Linked DNA regions of Siniperca chuatsi: region 1 is linked to region 2. Evidence: chromatin contacts called from public Hi-C data. All regions are on one chromosome and are shown on one strand. Each heading gives the region's core, a stretch centred on a gene start, on an enhancer-like site or on the middle of the called end of the contact. The rest is flanking DNA. Distances are from core to core; before and after follow the strand shown.

What was found. Hi-C and Micro-C count contacts between places; a contact is called where the count stands out from the background.
Region 1: a contact with region 2 is called in a Hi-C map of liver, with 2.1 times the contacts expected there. The contact joins the promoter of pde3b here to the enhancer-like site in region 2. A contact is called at or near these places in 2 of 3 Hi-C or Micro-C datasets (liver and skeletal muscle).

Annotation. Positions count from the first base shown.
Region 1 is chrLG1:15,848,646-15,852,858 of ASM2008510v1, forward strand. pde3b (cGMP-inhibited 3',5'-cyclic phosphodiesterase B) reads right to left here and starts at 1,254. Exons shown (of 16, transcript XM_044189735.1): 1 at 219-1,254. The coding sequence starts at 1,106.
Region 2 is chrLG1:15,813,906-15,817,790 of ASM2008510v1, forward strand. It overlaps pde3b (cGMP-inhibited 3',5'-cyclic phosphodiesterase B), which reads right to left. Exons shown (of 16, transcript XM_044189735.1): 2 at 1,424-1,474; 3 at 228-476. Among protein-coding and RNA genes, the nearest start is that of LOC122873263, 23 kb to the left of the region's middle. Within about 2 kb of position 1,971, the one cell type or tissue checked has an H3K27ac peak away from gene starts, as active enhancers do. A contact at or near this core is called in liver, where this site is marked.

The DNA of each region.
Region 1 (4,213 bases), core at 4-2,503, 34 kb after region 2:
TCTAATGTTAGGCTGATAATTTGGTGAAATAGCTTAACTGATTTTGTTCTGTGAGGGAATGCTTTTCTGTAGGTCAGTAGTTTGATTTGCATTTTCATGACATAAGATAGGGTGTTTTCCTCTTCTGATGCACATGTGCACTCGGGGTAGCTGTGGATGATCAGTGGGCCTAGTTTTGAACTATAACAACAGACGTGGTCCTGCAGGGGAAGACCTACCTGTTCTCTGGATATACAGGGTAACGAAGGTCTGCGAGGCATTTTACAACTGCCATAATAGCTGGTCGACGTTTCCCCCAGTGAAACACAACTGGACCTTCTCCTAGGTCTGATCACAGGGACCTTTTCCTCCGCGGTGGAAATCCCACTAGGTGCTTCCCTCGACGGATAATAACGGTCGAAACAGAGCCCCAACAGGGAGCCAGAAACCCCCGCAAAGCAGGCGAAGAGCGGTCTGAGCAGTGCAGGCAGACCGCTCAAACTTGTGAAAGAAACAAGCCACACAACGCTGGCAAAAACCAGTATAAGAACACTGTGTTTGAGTTTCAGAGTGGGGATCAGTGTGAGCAGACCCACACATCCCAACACGAATAACAACCTGCCCACCATTTGCATCTGGTGTTGGTCCTCTCCCCATTGCAAAAACCGCAAAACCAAAAAATCCCCGAGGTAACACGATGCTGGCAGTGACACGAGCCAGCATTTACTGCTTTCTTTCTTTTTCCTCCTCAGGTAAAACGTTAGAAAGAAGAAAGCACATCCTATGCTGAATAAAGGACTGATGGACTGGGAGAAGCCCGACAAAAAAGTCCGCAAATCCCAAAGCGAGTCACTTTGCAAGCTCCTAGAAATGAGAAAAGAAACCGCGAAGATTACAAAGGCGCCGACGTAGAGGGCAGAGACCTTTAACAATTTTGAATTAAGAACGTCTTCGTTGCAAAACCTGCACACGTTAAACAAAAATCCCCTCTGATGGTCCTGTTTAAGAGGGGTGACGCAGCTCTTCACATAGCCGTTCCTGAAGCCCTCTGAGCTGTTTACACTTCCAGCTCCGTCGTGGTGCCTTATTTTACTGTGCAAAACCTCTCCTTCCTCCCGTGCAGCCATGGCTCGACTGTGGCTCCTCGTATCCACGCAAAAGTCCCCCTCTTCTAATATTCACGCCGTATTAGCGCTAAACTACATGACAGCAAAAGCACTCCATGGTCACTCAAACGTGCTCCAGCACTTGGACTAAAGAAAGAAGGTGAGATGTTGTTTTTACAGAAATGGGGCTCTCTGTCGCCGCCTAGAGGCGACAACTTAGACCGCAGGGCTTTGTAATGTGGAGCGCTGAACCAATCCTGAGTTCATGTAATATAATCAATGTACTCTGAAGCTGCAGTTAGTGAGGATTTTTTTTAATATTCTCATTTAATAAAGAATGTATCACTAAAACTTAAGGTTACATTTCCATAACAGTTTTACCCTCCAATCCTGCAAGTTTAGATGTTTCAGGTACATTCCTCATGTGTAGGGTCGTCTTTGTTATTATTAATTTTAAATATTTTAGATGTTTTTAGACTTGATTTCATCTGTACACAATTTGAATATCACTTTGTTTAAAATGGAGATAAATTAATATGTGAATTGAGCCGACCGTTACAATTTTTTTATACTTCTCATGGCTCAGTTTATCATCTACGCATATAGTTTAAATTAACTTGGCAATAGTCTAATTAACTGTATAAAGTAATCTTTTACCATCCTAAAATGAATGGGTCTTTTGGGCAAAGTGTCGCCACTGCGTGTCGCTGCATCATGTTGCTCTGGGATCGTTTGGTTCGCCTGCCTTGAGGTTGGTAAATCAGACGATTGTCGATTAAACTGATCACAATAACAACGTTGCCGGCATTAAGTATCGAGTAGTGGTATCATATCTAATAAATATCGTTTTACCTTATTTACGAGATAAATAATGCACAGTCAAAGGCACTGTTCATGACATGAAAAAAGCCCCACTGGATACTCTAGCTAGCTAGCTAACGCTAAATACATAGAGGCTTTCCACAAACGTAAGCTAGCTTGTTGACAACATTAGTTAGCATGACAGACCAACAAGACTTAAATGTCTTTGAATTCAAGATAAATATTCTTGTTTCATGAGAACTGCCAACTTAAGCAAGCAAGTTCTAACCCTAAAACGAAAACTCCTTCCTTAATTTACATAATGTCCTGTTATTTCTATATTGTCCAGTCATAAAAACTTAAACAAGTCACAACAGCAGACAAACTGTGGCGATGTCATTACAGTCTAATCTTGGAGCTGCCACAGACAGCTAATAGACTTTTTTCCCAAGCAGAAATTTTGACATGTCACAGCAGGAAAAGCACCGTTGTAATAAATCATATTAAAGATGACTACATAGCATTTAGTCATGCCAATCCCAGGGCCCTTAAAGTGTGGATGCTGGCTTAGTGGAACCCTTAAATAGAACAGAGCCATCTTTAATGTAATTAGTTACACCTGTGTCTCAGACAAGTCAAAATGTCTGCTGTGGAAAAGGTCTATGGAAAGACAAGGCAGTTTCATCAATATAGCACATTTCATCACAGGTAAACTCAGTCTGCTTTACATTTAAATGCATACAGCAACAAAGAATGTACAGAAGAAGAAAATAAATAAAATACAAGGACAAACAGGAACAAAAGAGAAAGAACACCCACCCTCCACAAGAAACTGACAAACCCTGCATCCACCCACATACACGAACCACAAACACAGACATAAACACAAACACAGAAAATAATAATAAGGTTTTCAGTTTGCTTAATCTGGGCACAGTTGTCTCAGGTCATGAAAGACACTGTGACTGTACCAGGTGGATTGCACATTTTTTTGAAAATTGAAACCATCCCCACAGAACAGGATCTTTTTACTAAGTTAAATGAGAATCCTATAATAAACAATAATTTTAAAAGTAAGCATATAGAGTAGATAGAAGCACATGTGTAGTCATTGTTCTTTGGCTGACAAGGCTCTGTGGTGTAAATAAGCACTTTGCTCTTGACTTGAACCATAAACCCTCCTTATCAGGAAACTTCAATTTGAATGTGTATGACTAAAGACTTGCATTCAAGTGGGTGTTGATCAGTGTAAAAATGAATGTAGTCTATTGTGGTGTTGCAGCCACACAATACAATACAAGTGACAGTGTTACGTTGGTTTGCAAAACTCACAAGAATTAAGAATTTTCCTGAAGACACCAAAAGCAACAATTAATTTAACCTACTAATGAGTATTGTTTGTGTAGCGAAAGCCTGATGTAGCTTATGCCTCTGTGCCATAGAATTCCATGTTCCTCAAAAAACTATTACACACTGGACCACACTGTTGCACAGCGGGATATATCCTTTCATTATGATGAACATAGCCAGTGTAGTTTGTTCCTGCACAGACAATGTTTGTAAATGGGATAAATTTATTGTTGGTTTTGGTCTTTTTAAATGCGATTTTTTTGATAGCGATAATAAAATGATGAAAATAACTATAGACTTATCCTATTAAACTTTCGTATTAAAAACATAATTTATCAAAACATTGTTTCTGTGTAGTTTTATCAGGTTTTCCATAAAAATCACTTTCAGTTTTCTAAACTAAATATTCAGAGAGAAAAAGAAATTCCAGTGATATTTATGCTGTTTGTTTAGGGGCCTTTGGTCATGGGTTGTTGCATTGCTGTATTGGTAAGTAAAGAGTGGAACATAATGACTGAATGAAAGATTTTAAGACATTAATTTTAAGACTACGGTGCATTCAAGTTTCTGTGCATCCACTGTGTCACTAAGCTTCCACTGGAGGGTGCTGCATACCATTAAATCTGTTAAGTAATTCAATTTATAGTTCAGTTATGTGTGGGGTTGTTTTACATCACATTTTTAATTTTTTGTTTTTGTTTGTGATACAGGGGCCAAGTATGAAGAAGACTGTAACAGAGAGGCCTTATGAACCAATACACTTTGAAGTGGAAGTTGTTAATCACTGTGGAAAATTTTGGACACTCTTCAAAAACTACTACTACTTAAAACCGATACTGAGTAATTGATAATACATGATTATGTATTATGTCCAGCATTATAATTTCTAGCTGTACAGTGTCTTTGAATGTATATTTTGTCTCTTTAGTGAAATGTTAACAATAAATAAATAACTGCAGCAATGATCACTATTCATC
Region 2 (3,885 bases), core at 721-3,220:
CTTGATATTGCATTACACATAACACTGTGGGCTTACAGCAATGCTGCATAGTTACTGAGATGGAAGTGCAAACAGGAGTGCACTGAAGGAACTTTAAGTAGTTAGTTAGTTCCTAAGTTTAGATACCGGGGCTCCTTCAGTACTGTGACTTTTTGACTGGAATGGCCTATTACTCATCTCTTTATGTATCCATACTAGTTTGGTGCAGTAGTAATGCTTATATCCACCTTAATGGTTTTCCTGTCACTCCTCTCTACAGGGTCCTCCACCTCATCGCAGGGGTAGAAACCTGGGAAGGGGGTGAAAGGGTTGACCCTGGGGCGGCAGGAGCCTGAAAATGTCCCCATGAGGCTGGAGATGCTGCGCAGAGCTGAGATGGTGTGTGGTGACAGAGACGAGTCCATGAGCAGGTCCGACACCAGGTTCCTGGCCTCGTTGATGACTGAAAGATCCACGCCGTTGCCGCTCACTGCACCCTGCCATATGCACGCAAAAGGCACTGTCAGAGAGCAACTTCAGAGCAGCACATTATTTGAACACAAAAAAGTACTCTGTTTTAAAAATGTTTTTGGAAAAGTTTTGTGAGTTGTCAGTTTGCTTGAAAATAGATCCCAAATTTTGGCTTATGGCTTGATACAGAGTTGTCCAATAGCCTCCTGCTGGAGTGCACTGTAATATAGACAACAGAATAGGTGACAATCTACTGATTCATGTCTCTAACGCAAAAGGCTGTTTGGGCTAGTGGTATTGTGGTAGGAACAATGGTATCAGGTACACAATGTTGATAACGATCCTCCATCTCTCTCTTCAATCTTGTTTGCTCCATCTTCATTTCTTTCAAGAATCCCATTTTCCCACTGCTGACTTTCTTGATATTTACTATTGCTAGCTTCTTCTCCCACCTCATTCCTCTCCTGTTGTCTCCTCATCACTCTTCTCTTCCTCTAGCCTTTTACACAACAGTAACAACAACTACAGTATATTGGGAGGCTAATATCTAAAGTGATGTCCCATAAATTGTAAGAGCAGTCTAGCACAAAACAGGTGTAATCCTTGCTTTTTTTAGGGCAGATTTCATGAGGAAAAGTGTTCTGGTTTACAAATAATGATTTTTGGTCTGTGGGACCTAAATTCTTTGAAAGATTACACAAATAGTTCAAACAAGACAAAGAATGTGTCTCAGTATGATAAAATGCGGCATGACAACTATTCCAAGGTCATTGTATGCCAGGTTTTACACAATGTGAATTTTGCCTATCCAAAAAAATCAGGAAAAGAACTGAATGTCCTAAAGGTGAGAGATAAAGATCAGAGACCACTCCATCTGAAAAGACCTGTATTATCTCTGTGTTACCTGAATGATCCATGCACATGTACCTTTATGCTCCAAAAACATATGAGCTGAAATAAACACAGCACTGACCTGATACTGTGGTTTGTACCAGTGTTTCAGATCCCAGTCCCACAAGATCATCTGAAAAACACAAGAGAGACACATAAACTGTCAGTCAAATGTCATCATTGTATATGTGTTTGGCCATAACAGAGAATATGAAATGTATTTACATAGAAAGAACACAGGCTTTGACCTTTGCTCCACTTTCAGCAAACTGCCTTATGACTTTTCAGCGGGGGCACTGGCAGGTCAGCAACTAGCTACTAACTGCTAGTCTATTCTACCTGTTATCTACCTGTTATCTAAACACACAGTGTAGTAACAGTTTACATTAAGGTTTTCTTGCACCACATGTTGCACTTTCTACTACAGGTATGCTAATGCACACTGCCTTAGCGACAGCAGACTGAGGCCTTTCACTGAAAGCAAAAGAAGAAAAGCAAACCACTAAAACCACCGTGGTGCGTCTACAGCGGAGCTATGAGATCTTATCTAGATCCAACTACGTCAATCAGCAGCATTTCCAAGCTATCTGTTGGTAACCAAACAGGAGCTCTCACACGTTACAGCAGTGTATAGTGGTGGAGCGGTGAAGGTGATGCAGGTTGTATAACACTAAGTTGATGGACCTGAAATAACCTAATCCTCTAACTCAAGTATAAATACAATACAAATTTGATAGAAATTAATTAGTTAACGTAGCCATTAACTAGGTTTGCTACACAGTACAGTTATACTTTCAAAGATTTTCTTAACATGTGCATTTAAGTTTTTCAGCCATGCACATATAAGTGAAAGCACTGAAATCTATTACTTTTGACAGCATAACAATAGAAAACATAAAGTCTACAATTTGTGATAAATCTGTGTCCAATGATCTGACGACAAGGACATCGATTTTAAGTCTACATTCATGTTTTAATGGGGAGAAATATAGCAGTTTACCATGTAAAATCCAGGCAGCAGTATACATTTCTTGTAAAAAGTCACCATGCAGTCTCACCCCACACCACAAGGGGGAGAGACACAGAGGATTAAGCCTCATTTGAGAAGCACCTCCACAAACACTATCAACCACAACCTAGCTATAAACACACACCCTCATATAGCCTTCTTTTTAACATCTCAGCCAGTCATCATATTGTCAGGAATAATCAAAGCACATAATACTACATTAAAAATGGGAAAGGATTTTACACTGGATTAATCATCTGGTCATATTCAGCAATGTCAAGAACTTCAATAAGACACTATAATATTATTTATTTAGTAAAACAAATTCTCTTCATTTTAGGGAATGGCTTTAAATTAGATTTTACGATTTCCACTACTGTTCTACTATGTTCTGTGATTACAAAAACAACATATGCCAATTTTCAAAAGCTGCAAGGCCAGGTTTTTAATCTAATAAGAAAAACACAATACATTACGGGAAAAAGTCCCACATATAAATGGCAAAACTAAACTACTTCCAACTACTACTACTTTCCAACTTTCTGTAATATAATGATAATATTTGATATTATACATACACTTTTCTTCATGTCATTCATACAGTACATAAAAACTATAATTAAGGTGGTTAAATAGATCAGTGGCTCTATCCAATCTCCTCTAATCAGTAACTGTTTCATTGATCAAAGTGGGATGTTTGTCATCAGCATCTGTACAATGCTGCCAAACATTTAATATGGCAAATAAGCCCTGCCATGGCAACCCGACATAGAGGCCAGCAAACAATGCTCCATACACCATGGCAACGAGATGGCGGGAGACAGCCCGGAGGACAGAGTTGTTGGCCTTCTGCTTGTTTAATACCTAATCTCAATCTAAAACCTGGCCTTGCAGCAAGCGCACATCGTATCTGTTTGTGTCTACGTTTCTTTTTAAATTAATAGATTAATTTATCTCAACCAAAGGATCATGTTCTGTTGACAATTCCATTTTATACTGACCCTCTCGATCACACACACGCAGTACATAACAGTGATACACTCAAAAAGTCACACAATATAGCGTAGTATGTCTAAAATTTGTCTACACCTCACCGTTACAGTAAGCTCTTTAACTCTGCATAATCTTTGCACAATACACAAAAACACGTCTTCTCCGACTTTCACACAGCACAGAAACAGGAAACGCTGGCTAAATGGGCACTACCACCACCACCACCATCAAAGTGTGTGCCAAGCAACAACTTATTTACAGTTAGGGCCTTATGCCAGTGATGAGATTAAAATATTTTAATGAACAGGAGATCTTTACTGATGTTATGAAAACATGACATGAGGGCAGACACATAGAAAGAGACACACAACTCAGCACTTAGACACGTGTACACATGCAGACACACATGCATACACAGACGCAGACGGCCAAACATATTATATTATTTCTCACCTCTGAGACATTTAGGTGAAACTGACTTTTTCTCAAGTACACTGAGGTACAAGCACTACAAGTACATTGCACTTTGAGTATTTCCATCT